Linked DNA regions of Anser cygnoides: region 1 is linked to region 2. A link is a contact called in public Hi-C data. All regions are on one chromosome and are shown on one strand. The core of a region is the stretch at or near the end of the contact, and the rest is flanking DNA. Distances in the headings are between cores, read along the strand shown.

Evidence for each region. Hi-C and Micro-C count contacts between places; a contact is called where the count stands out from the background.
Region 1: a contact with region 2 is called in a Hi-C map of liver, with 1.8 times the contacts expected there. The contact joins the promoter of CDC40 here to the promoter of RPF2 in region 2. A contact is called at or near these places in 2 of 7 Hi-C or Micro-C datasets (granulosa cells and liver).

Annotation. Positions count from the first base shown.
Region 1 is chr3:73,117,369-73,122,119 of Taihu_goose_T2T_genome, forward strand. CDC40 (cell division cycle 40) reads right to left here and starts at 1,340. Exons shown (of 15, transcript XM_066994431.1): 1 at 917-1,340. The coding sequence starts at 1,114. It overlaps WASF1 (WASP family member 1), which reads left to right and starts at 1,566. Exons shown (of 9, transcript XM_066994428.1): 1 at 1,566-1,723.
Region 2 is chr3:72,734,590-72,739,424 of Taihu_goose_T2T_genome, forward strand. It overlaps RPF2 (ribosome production factor 2 homolog), which reads right to left and starts at 2,788. Exons shown (of 10, transcript XM_013175575.3): 1 at 2,613-2,788; 2 at 2,310-2,442; 3 at 1,439-1,476; 4 at 730-769. The coding sequence starts at 2,635. GTF3C6 (general transcription factor IIIC subunit 6) reads right to left here. Exons shown (of 6, transcript XM_048081096.2): 6 at 4,116-4,764. The coding sequence ends at 4,391.

The DNA.
Region 1 (4,751 bases), core at 90-2,589, 380 kb after region 2:
CATGGTGTCTGTGAGACTGATACTTTTATGTTTTGGTTAGCAGAATGCTTGTGGCAGAGACAGTCCTGGATGAGCTGGTGGATACCCCCTTCAGGGCATAGTTTGGGGAACAGCTTTGAATGGCACGTGCTACTGACACCTCACTCCTTCCTCCAGCTGCTGGGTCCCAGTCTGGCACTGGGCGTTTCACAGCGCTGGCACAGCACTCGTGCAGCTCAGAGGAGCTGATCCAAGGAAAACAACTCCAGCAGTATTTTGGTTTTCAATCCAGATCAGATGTCACCCACAAAGGAACTGCACAAGCGTTCGTGCTGGTGTGGCAAAGGGAAGACCTGTTCCCACAGCCTCGGAGGGACAAAGAGCACAGCCAGTGCTATTTACCATTTACTATAATTCATGTTCAAAAGATATTAAAGGTGTTAATTAGCATTTATTTCAAAGCCTGCACAAGGCAGTCCGCCAGGTGCTGCAAGTCAAGAAGTGGGATATTTGCAGACTTCAAGGAGTGCGGTGGGGCTTATGTAGTGTGAGCACACGACGTAACGTGCACGGGCATATATGATTAATAATGACAGCACATGAATTAGGTAATGACAACGCAGGGGGAGATTCCCTGCTCCCTATTTGCGAGAACGCAGCGACCCCGAGCCCTCACAGCGGCACGGAGCGGGCACAGAGCAGCGGGCGCCCGGCGCCGCTTCTCCTCAGCGCCCCGAGCCCCCCAGGGGCCGCGGTGGGCGCCCCGAGCCGAGTAGAGCCGAACGGGGCCGAGCCGAGCCGAGTAGAGCCGAACGGACCCGAACGTGGCCGAGCCCAGCCGAACAGCCCCGAACAGACCCGAGCGGAGCCGAACGGACCCGAGCGGAGCCGAATCAACCGCTCCCCCCCTCCCCCCGGGGTCCCGGCTCCCCCGTACCTTCACGGCCACTTCCGGGGCCGAGTCGACGGGCAGCGCCGGGGGCGCGGCGGGCGGCGGGCGGAGGTGCAGCACGGCGTCGCGGCTGGCCAGCACGGCGGCGGGCCGGGGGCCGGCCCCGGGCTCGGACTCACCCTCCGAGTCGGGCTCCGAGTCGGAGCCGCCGTAGGAGGCGAGCGCGGCGATAGCCGCCGACATCTTGGCGCGGGGAGCGACGGGACGGGCAGGTCCTGGCAGCCCCAGGGCTCTCGCCGTGGGGATCTGCCCACGGGGTGAGCGGGGCGGGGCCGCGCGGCTCGAGGTGGCTGATTAAAACCCTAAATGCGTTTTAAGGAATAAATCGCGGAGTCTTGTGGGTTCTGAAGGCGTTCGAGGTGGGCTTCGCCTCTCTCTGTTGTTGGTGGCGTCTAACCTTCCAGGACCGCCGCGCGGGACTACAAGCCCCAGCATGCAATGCGGCGCCCCTTCCTTTCGATTGGCCGCCAGCGAGCCGGCTTTGTTACGTCACAATGGCGAGCCCCGCCTTTCTGTCTCTGGTGGGAGGAGAGGAGAGAGAGGGGGCCGGACCGTACCACCTGTCCCCCGCGGGGGGGGGGGGGGGGGGAGCGGAGAGGAGCGGGGGTGTCCGCGCGAACAGCACCGCCCCCCGCCGCCGGCCCCTCCCCCCCCCCGCCCTCCCGCACACGGTGCCCGCGCCCATTGTGCAGCCTCCGCGCCCCCGCCCCTCGGCGTGCGCCCGGGCTCCGCGCGCGCGGAATGGCGGCGGCGGCCGTTTGAAGGCAACGGCTGCGGGAGGGGCGCGAGCCGGTAAGTGCCGTTAGTGGGGGGGCGGGCGGGCGCTGAGGGGATGGGGGGGGGGGGCGACGCCTCGCCTTTGTGTGAGGGCTTCGGGGCCGGGGCGCCCGCAGCCAGCCTTTGTGCCGCCCGGGGCAGCCGGGGGGTGGCTGTGGGGTGGGTGGGGGGCGGCTTTGTTGTGCTCCAGCCGGCGGGGAGCGCCTCAGCCGCGTCGGGGGGTCGCGGGCAGGCGGCCGGGGGGCTGCCCGCGGTGAGATCCTGTCAGCCACGGGGCTGGGTGCGGGGGTCCGTGCCCCGCAGAACCGGCCCCCGGTTGCACGAGCCGCCGCGCTGGTGCCGTGAGGAGGCAGGTGGCGGCTCGCCGGGGAAAGTTTCCGTTCGCTTAAATCGCAGGGAAGGTGGATTTTTAGCGAGCGCTCAGGTACCATCCCTGCGTGTGAAACCCCGACCTGTCTCCGCTTTAATTCCAGGGAAAATAGTGTAGAAGGATAACACGCATGGCCCCTCCGAAATCGAGTTTTGTCGAAGCAAGCGGTAATTCCTCCTCTTCTATTCCTACGATAACATGTTTGTGCTTGGCGGCTCGCGACCGGGCATCTGCGGGTTCGGGGAGGGCTCGATCAGCACCAAACAAGCCGAGAGCGGCACATACAGCTTGTTAAAAAGGGTCCTCTCGCTGAGTACTGAACGCTGCCTTCTAGAAGCGTTGTGCTGTACGTTGGGTGAGGGTGCTGCCGGCTCAGAACGACGCCAGCCTGCAACAGTGGGTGGGAGATGGATGAATCGGGATACCTGCCTTCTCTTTCACTCCAGGTTTCCCCCTCCTGTTTCTCCTTGCGGTCGCTTTGCCTCTTTTCCTTCAGTTTCTGCCAAAGGAAGATGAAAACGTCCTGCTTTCTGCAGCGTTCCCGCATGTAAGAGGGGCTGTTTGGCACTGGTTTGTTTCTACCCGTGGTGGTGAATGTACCAAGTGCTACCAAGTCTTCCTTCTTTGCCTAGGTGAAAGAGCAATAAGTATTTAAAAATATTTCCTTGAGAAATAGAAAAACATCTTACCTTTTTTTTAAAAAAAAAAAAATCTGACAGATGAGTGTAAGCCCTAATGGATTTTTCCCCCCTCTGTTTGAAACATTTATAGGCTCGTGCTTTTGTGAATCATCCAACATCTAATAAGGTCTTACTGCATGCTGCAGCCTTTCCTTCAGTCAGAACGCTCGTAGCATCTCAATTTCACAAACTTAAAGTTTTCTTAGGCAATCGTCTTTGAGACCTCTACCCTTCTGTCAAACTTGATAGAATTCAGCCAGCCGGTTTCCAGGCTGTATGGAACACATGGGAGCCCCTAGCCCTCACCAACGCTTTCTGCATGTGACTTATTTCCTTAAAAAAGCTGGGGTAAAGTATATTACATCTTAACTCAATGTGTCACAATTTTTCCTTCACACCAATCCTTTCTTCCCTATAGTAGATAACAAAATGTGTTTCTCAACGTTTTTAATATGTTTTGTCCTACTTTCTTTTCCCTTTACTTGCTTTTTCATAGCTCCTTTTCCATGATGGATGTGTTTTATCTCATACCCTGTGTTTTCTGCTGGCTTTTCTTCCCCACAGAAGATGCTGCATATAATCCTGCTTGTGCTATTTTTTTCTATATTTTTTTTAACACTCTTAAAATGCTGTCAGCCCACTTACATATACGCTTGCTTCTCATCCACCGAGATGTAGGTCTGCAGTTTGGGGAAAAAAAGCCAATGACATGCCAGATACTAATCAGACAGAGGATTGAACTGAAGTATGAGGCTCCGTTGTCCAAGAGAAATACAGTTTGAATGAAAACAATGTTTTTTTTCCTCTGTTCCTCTGATTTTGGCTGCTGAGAAGAGCCATGATGGAAGTCTTATCAGGTTCCTATTCCTGCCTTCTTACTGGGGCTTTTTGTAACCTCCTGCTGGCATGTCTGAGGTATCTTAATGTACTTCATTTAATTCTACCACTAGGAAAGCAAAGCGCCCTTTATAAGTCATGCTCTGCTTTTTCTGCCACCTTGGAGCCTCCGACTGCTGCAAGGGTGACAATACCTCCGTTCCCGTTTTTGTTTTTTTGGACTGTGGCCCGGATTCTCAAAGATACCAAGGCGCCAGATTGCAATAGGAGTTCTGTGTTCCAGTACATCTGTGAATCAGTCTCTTAAGTTTTTGGGGAAGGATCTCGAGGTCGTCTGACACAGATTACAGGCTATAAATTTCATGTTTACAAGACTTGGTTTCAAAGAAAAAAAAAGATGCAGGATAGGACTGGAAAACAGAGCAGCTTAGACTGTCATACTTATTTCAAATGACTTTGCAAACAAAAAATTTCCTTGCAGAGCCTCCTCCATAGAGGTTGGAAGCGTGCTGTGTAGTGCTTACACAGCGCTGTGTCCTGCATCTTATAACACAGGCTGAACAAAGAATGTCTCCGAGAGGCAGCAAGACGTTAATTGTAGGCTTCCAGGAAAATAAACTAATCAGAACCATTAGAAATTCTCATATCTTTAGTATTGGATTTCTTAATCTGTTGAAATGTATTTTTTTAATCAGTTACAACACAGAAAATGTCATCAAAAGTGTATACGCTTCTAAAAATATTTCTATTAATTTAGGTGCTTGGGGGTGGAAGCTCAATTAAATCCTAGCTTAGTTAAGCTCGGATGTTGTGTGTTTAAGGTAATTTATTATACCAGAGACCTACAGAATAACAAAGATAGTTACATTTTAACTAAATACTTAATAAAGTATTTATCAGAAATGATGGATACTTTTCAATGAGTTTCTATCTGGCCATTGATTGACTTTTTAATTAGATGCTATGGTTGCGCCATGAATTTTAGTCTTCAGACAGCAGGCTCCAAGCAGAAGTAGGTTATTAGGAATGCCAAAACTATCTGACACTTAAAACCTATTAGAAAACAGAAACCAGTTCTAAATCCAGGTGGATTTTCTTGGCATCTGATAAAAGGCATTAAATTCTGTTGATGCACTTATAGCTAGGACATTTTTAC
Region 2 (4,835 bases), core at 1,538-4,037:
ACTCTTTCTTATAGATGAAGCTAGGTATTTTTTCTTGCCACTTCATCTGTAATGTCCTTTTTCATAATTCCTCATTATTTATTTTTACATAATACATCTTTAACTATTTTTCTTTGCCTGAAGAACATTTGCAAGTCTGCCACAACTTTTAAATTTCACAATTTAAGTGAAATTGCTCACATTTCTGACAGTTCTTTACTGAATGCTGAAGAGAACTCTCAGCTCAGATCGAATCAGCAGAGCAAGTATGAAAGTATTTGGTACTCTGCTGAGCTTTTCTTCCCCCATTCAAGTATCGTCAAAAGTCACAGAAAGCTACGACCCCTCCATGTAACTGCTTTAACCTATGAATTCACCAAATTGAAAACAAGTTGTTCATAAGCTGTGGCACTTGAAAGGACGGGCTTTTAGAAAGACAAAATAAACACCTTTCTTTTATATGAAGTACTGTTACATCACTCCTAAATTTGCCTGTCAGTTTACAGAAACATGCATTTTAGACAAAAAACATTCCCACGATATCAGGATTCTGTCTCGAAGCTAGAGGAATAAAATGCCTACTGGCACCATAAATGTAGATGTAACCCTACCTTCAGCTTACCCAAAATTATTAAAGACTTGGTTTCTCATCTAATTTATTACAGACTGAAAGAAAATTATCCTCCAATAAAGTTATAAATAAATTTACAGCTACAAAAACTCATAAGAAAAGACATGGCTTATACTTACCAATGACGTCTGATCCTCAAAAGGCCTGGTAATATTTTTCCTGAGAGGCGGCAAGGAAAAAAAAAAGATTAAAAAAATAGTAAAAGCTGAGATGAGCACTTTAGTTAATCTTCTAATAACGCTAAGATTCTGCATTCTGCTGGAAACCCCAGCATTAGAAGTTCAGTTTCAGCTCCTACCAAAAGCAGTGTTAATACTGCCAGGTGTTCCTTCCTTGGCACTGCCTGTTGACATTTTCAGTAAGCCTTTGCAGCTTCCCTGGGGCCTCCTGTGCCACTGACAACTATGCCACCGGCACTTCACAGACAACTGGCTTTGCCTGTTCATCCCACGTTCAGTTTAGCTGCTGTTATTAATGCTTCTGCACTACATCTATACGGACACCGGGTTCCCATTTTGAGCAAGCCCAACCTATCACCATAACCGGCCCAGCCTACCCACCTGACACAGAACCTCGCTAGCTGGCTGCACAGAGCAGAATCGCAGAAGCCAACCGCTCAAGTTTGCTATAACTGCTCTGTAACACTTGGCACAGAACCGAGCTCAACATCAACACCGATCACTTGTTGCTTGTTTCCAGTCTACTAAAATTTAAGATGAATCTCTGCCACCTTCTGTGACCCCTTCCATTGTTCAAGCCTCCATGCTAGCCAGCATCTCTCTTCATGGTTGGAAATGACCAAATGCTGTCTTGTACGTGACCACTTACTTTTTATACAGTACAGCAAAAGGTTTCTTCACAGCATACTGCAAGAGACAAAGTTAAACATGCATTATATCAAATACACCTACAGGCACAGAACTGCTCTTTCTAAAACCCTACAACTTACACAACCACATGAAGTACAATAATTGTTTGTGCAAAACAATGCAGAAAAGAAGTCGCCTCAAAAAGCCTGCTCACAATAAAACCCTCCAGGTCAGTAATCCTAATCTCGGCTCTCAATTAATTGGGGATGGATTTATTTCTTGAAACTGAGAAATAAGCTAAGGAACAGCTGAAATCAAAGCCACGTAATAGAATCTCTCTGCTTGCTTGAGAAAAAACAGTGAGTGAACAGCCACCCTATGATCATTAGCATAAAATGTTAAAAGGACAAAGCAAGGAGAAAAAATAGCACAAGTGCAACTACAATATTCTCAGGTACAGAGTTGGAGGACTGGATTGGCAAGTTTTGGCTGAATGCTCTGCTTTAACAAACAGAAGAGGTTTATAAGATCCTGAGACATGATTTCAGCTGCATGATCCAGTCCCAATTCTGTACCCAGTCCTCTTGTTTTTAAATGCACTTGCAATGCTTCACCCCCTATACGGAAAAATAATAAGGAAGAGAATAAGCTGAAAGCTTCTGCCAAAGTGAAAGGAAATAGAAAAAAAAAGAAAACATCATTTGATGGGGAGGTAATGACATCTCTGGAGTACTGGTCACAATCTGAGATCTAGAGAATAGGAGAGCAAGAAAATGTTGATATTGCAGCATACAACACGTGAATTGTAAGGAAAAGCAAAGGGAAGGTACGTCAGTATAGTGCGACAGGCGATACAATGAAATACCGCATGCACGCACCCAACAACTTACAATGTCTTTGAGCACTTCCGTCACCGTTAAGTTTGCATTTCCCCCTTTTATAAGCATGGCATTTTTCGTGTTTTCCGTAAGCTTGGGTTCTCTCTTCTCCAGAAACCTCTTCGCCCTCTTGGTTTTGGGCTTCCTGTAAGGAGACACGACCAGATCAGGGCCCCGCGCGGGTAACTCCCTCCCGAGCCCAGCCCCGGGCTTTTCCGAGCCTTGCCTGCCCCTCGCCGGGGGAGGACGGCAGGGGAGGCGGCGGGGAGGCCGCGCTCGGCAGCGGGCAGCCCCTGCCCGGAGCCCCGCACTCACACCACCCGCTCCAGCGCGTCCATCGCGGCCTCGCGGTCGCTCCTCGCCGCCGGCTCGGCCTTAGCACGTCACATCCACCGCAGGGAGAGCGGCAGCGAGCAGGCGGCCTCCAGCCGGCTGGTGGTGCTGCTCCCCGCCGCTCCCGCGGGCCGAGGGCTCCGCTCCTCGGGCGCGCACGCGGTTGTGAGCTGAAGGCACAAGAAAGCCAGAACACCCCTAACAGAAAGCACTTTGTCAGCAGCGCACCAAATACCCTCAAGAGGGGACGCTTCGCCAATAAAATGCTCAGACATTAAGCAGAAAAATCTTCCCCTGCCCACCTACAACTAATTCAAAATCACCTCGTACCCTTCCTGAAACGAAACGGCTCCGCTTTCTGTACTCCCCTGCCCTAGGGCAGGTTGCCTCCAAATATATTCCAAAGGTTTTTAGGTATTTTTTTTTTTCAGTGCAAATACCAAAACCGAATGCTTGTTTTATCAGTAGTCAGCACGCTGCACACACTGACAACTGTCACGCAGTGCTTAATGTCAGACAGGGCAGCTGGCTGTAGTGATGTCGGGTATCCATGCACACGGGCACAAACAGTATAAGATAACCCCACGAGGATGATGACTGCCGTAGTTCTGTGTTCAGATACCACATCTACCCAGTACCCTTTTTAGTTTAAGCCCCCCTCCCCCCTTTCAATTTTGAGCTGTACTCCAAATAGCCAACATGTTCGGCTTTTTGGGGTGAAATCAGTAGCACTTAAAAATGCTGGGTTTAAAAAAAAAGTCATGAATGCACCACACATTCGTTTTTTACATGAAAGTACAATAAGCAATATAAATTGTGTTAGTATGCACTATCAACCCACAGACTAGCTGGGTACCACCATACAGTCAGGTGGCTCACTTTAGGAACCACCGATGCAGTTACAGAGTGTAGGCACAAAAACCTTCAGAAAAATATGAAAAGACCAGAGCCCGTAAGTTTTTTGGGGTGGGAGAAAAACAGATTCCTTTTATGTAACACATTATGTCAATACAGAAAATGGAGAAGGGAAGTGTGGCGGGTGCCTTGTTATGCCCTAGATGTCAGCCGCTGACTAGCGCCCAGGGGTTCCCAAGACCTGACTAGACAGAGCCCTGAGCAACTTGGCCTGAACTCAGCACTGACCCTATTTTAAGGAAGAAGCCAACCTAGAGACCTCCTGAAGTCCCTTCCTACAGGAAATATTTCTCAGATGAGTCAGGGAAACAAAAGATGCTAGAGGAAAAGCAAAGTAAAGGAAAAGCAAAGTAAGTTTAACAAGTAGTTTAACAAGTAACCAAACACCAGTGATTTTATCAAACCTTATGAAAGCCACCTTTATTTGAATTTTTCTTTCAGTCAGTGCAGTACAAGAACACACACAGTAGGCAGCTGTGACAAGGTGAAGCTATACCTGAGTTTCAGGACTTTCAACAATGTTTTTTTTTTTCCCCTTTTTACAAAGCATCCCAAACAGTACAATACATCAATGTTTTTCAAAGGCATTTAATTATGTAGCTGTTTCCTCTTCTTCAATTTGAGGTAGAGATACACACATTTCCAATTGGCATTTAAAAACAAACGAAGCACTACACCTCTCCCCACTCAACTCCGAACACAAAAGGAATGCACAAGAACACGTCAGTTTTTCCCCCGCTAATTGCTCAGATAAATTGGAAATCATGTCATAGCATATACATTTGGTCTTCAAAAGCTGGCCCATTTAATTCCACGAAGAAATCCTGAAGAGATGAGAGCTGACATCACGGAGGGGTATCATCTAAGGCAACGCTTCCAGAAGGAGAACCCTTTGCCTCAGGAGCAGGACTATGAGGCAGAGGAAGAGGAGAGGCATCTACTTCCAAGCCGTGCTGCTTTCCCAGATCGCAGTTCGTGTCAGAATTTCCTTTGTCACTCACCTCTCCCTCTGATTCTTCAGCTAGTTTGTCTTGGGCCTGATCACAGTTCGTGTCAGAATTTCCTTTGTCACTCACCTCTCCCTCCGACTCTTCAGCTAGTTTGTCTTGGGCCTGAGCTGACTCATCAGAATCTTCCTTTTCATGCAGAAAGCTACAAATCATATTAGGCCTGCTGTAGGAGAAGTCTCTGTCCTTGATCTGTAACCACTCCACACCATCTGATGCAAAGAAGGAAAACTGATATTAGTGACTAAAGAAGTGAAGTCTTAACAGCATTTGTTCTTAGCTT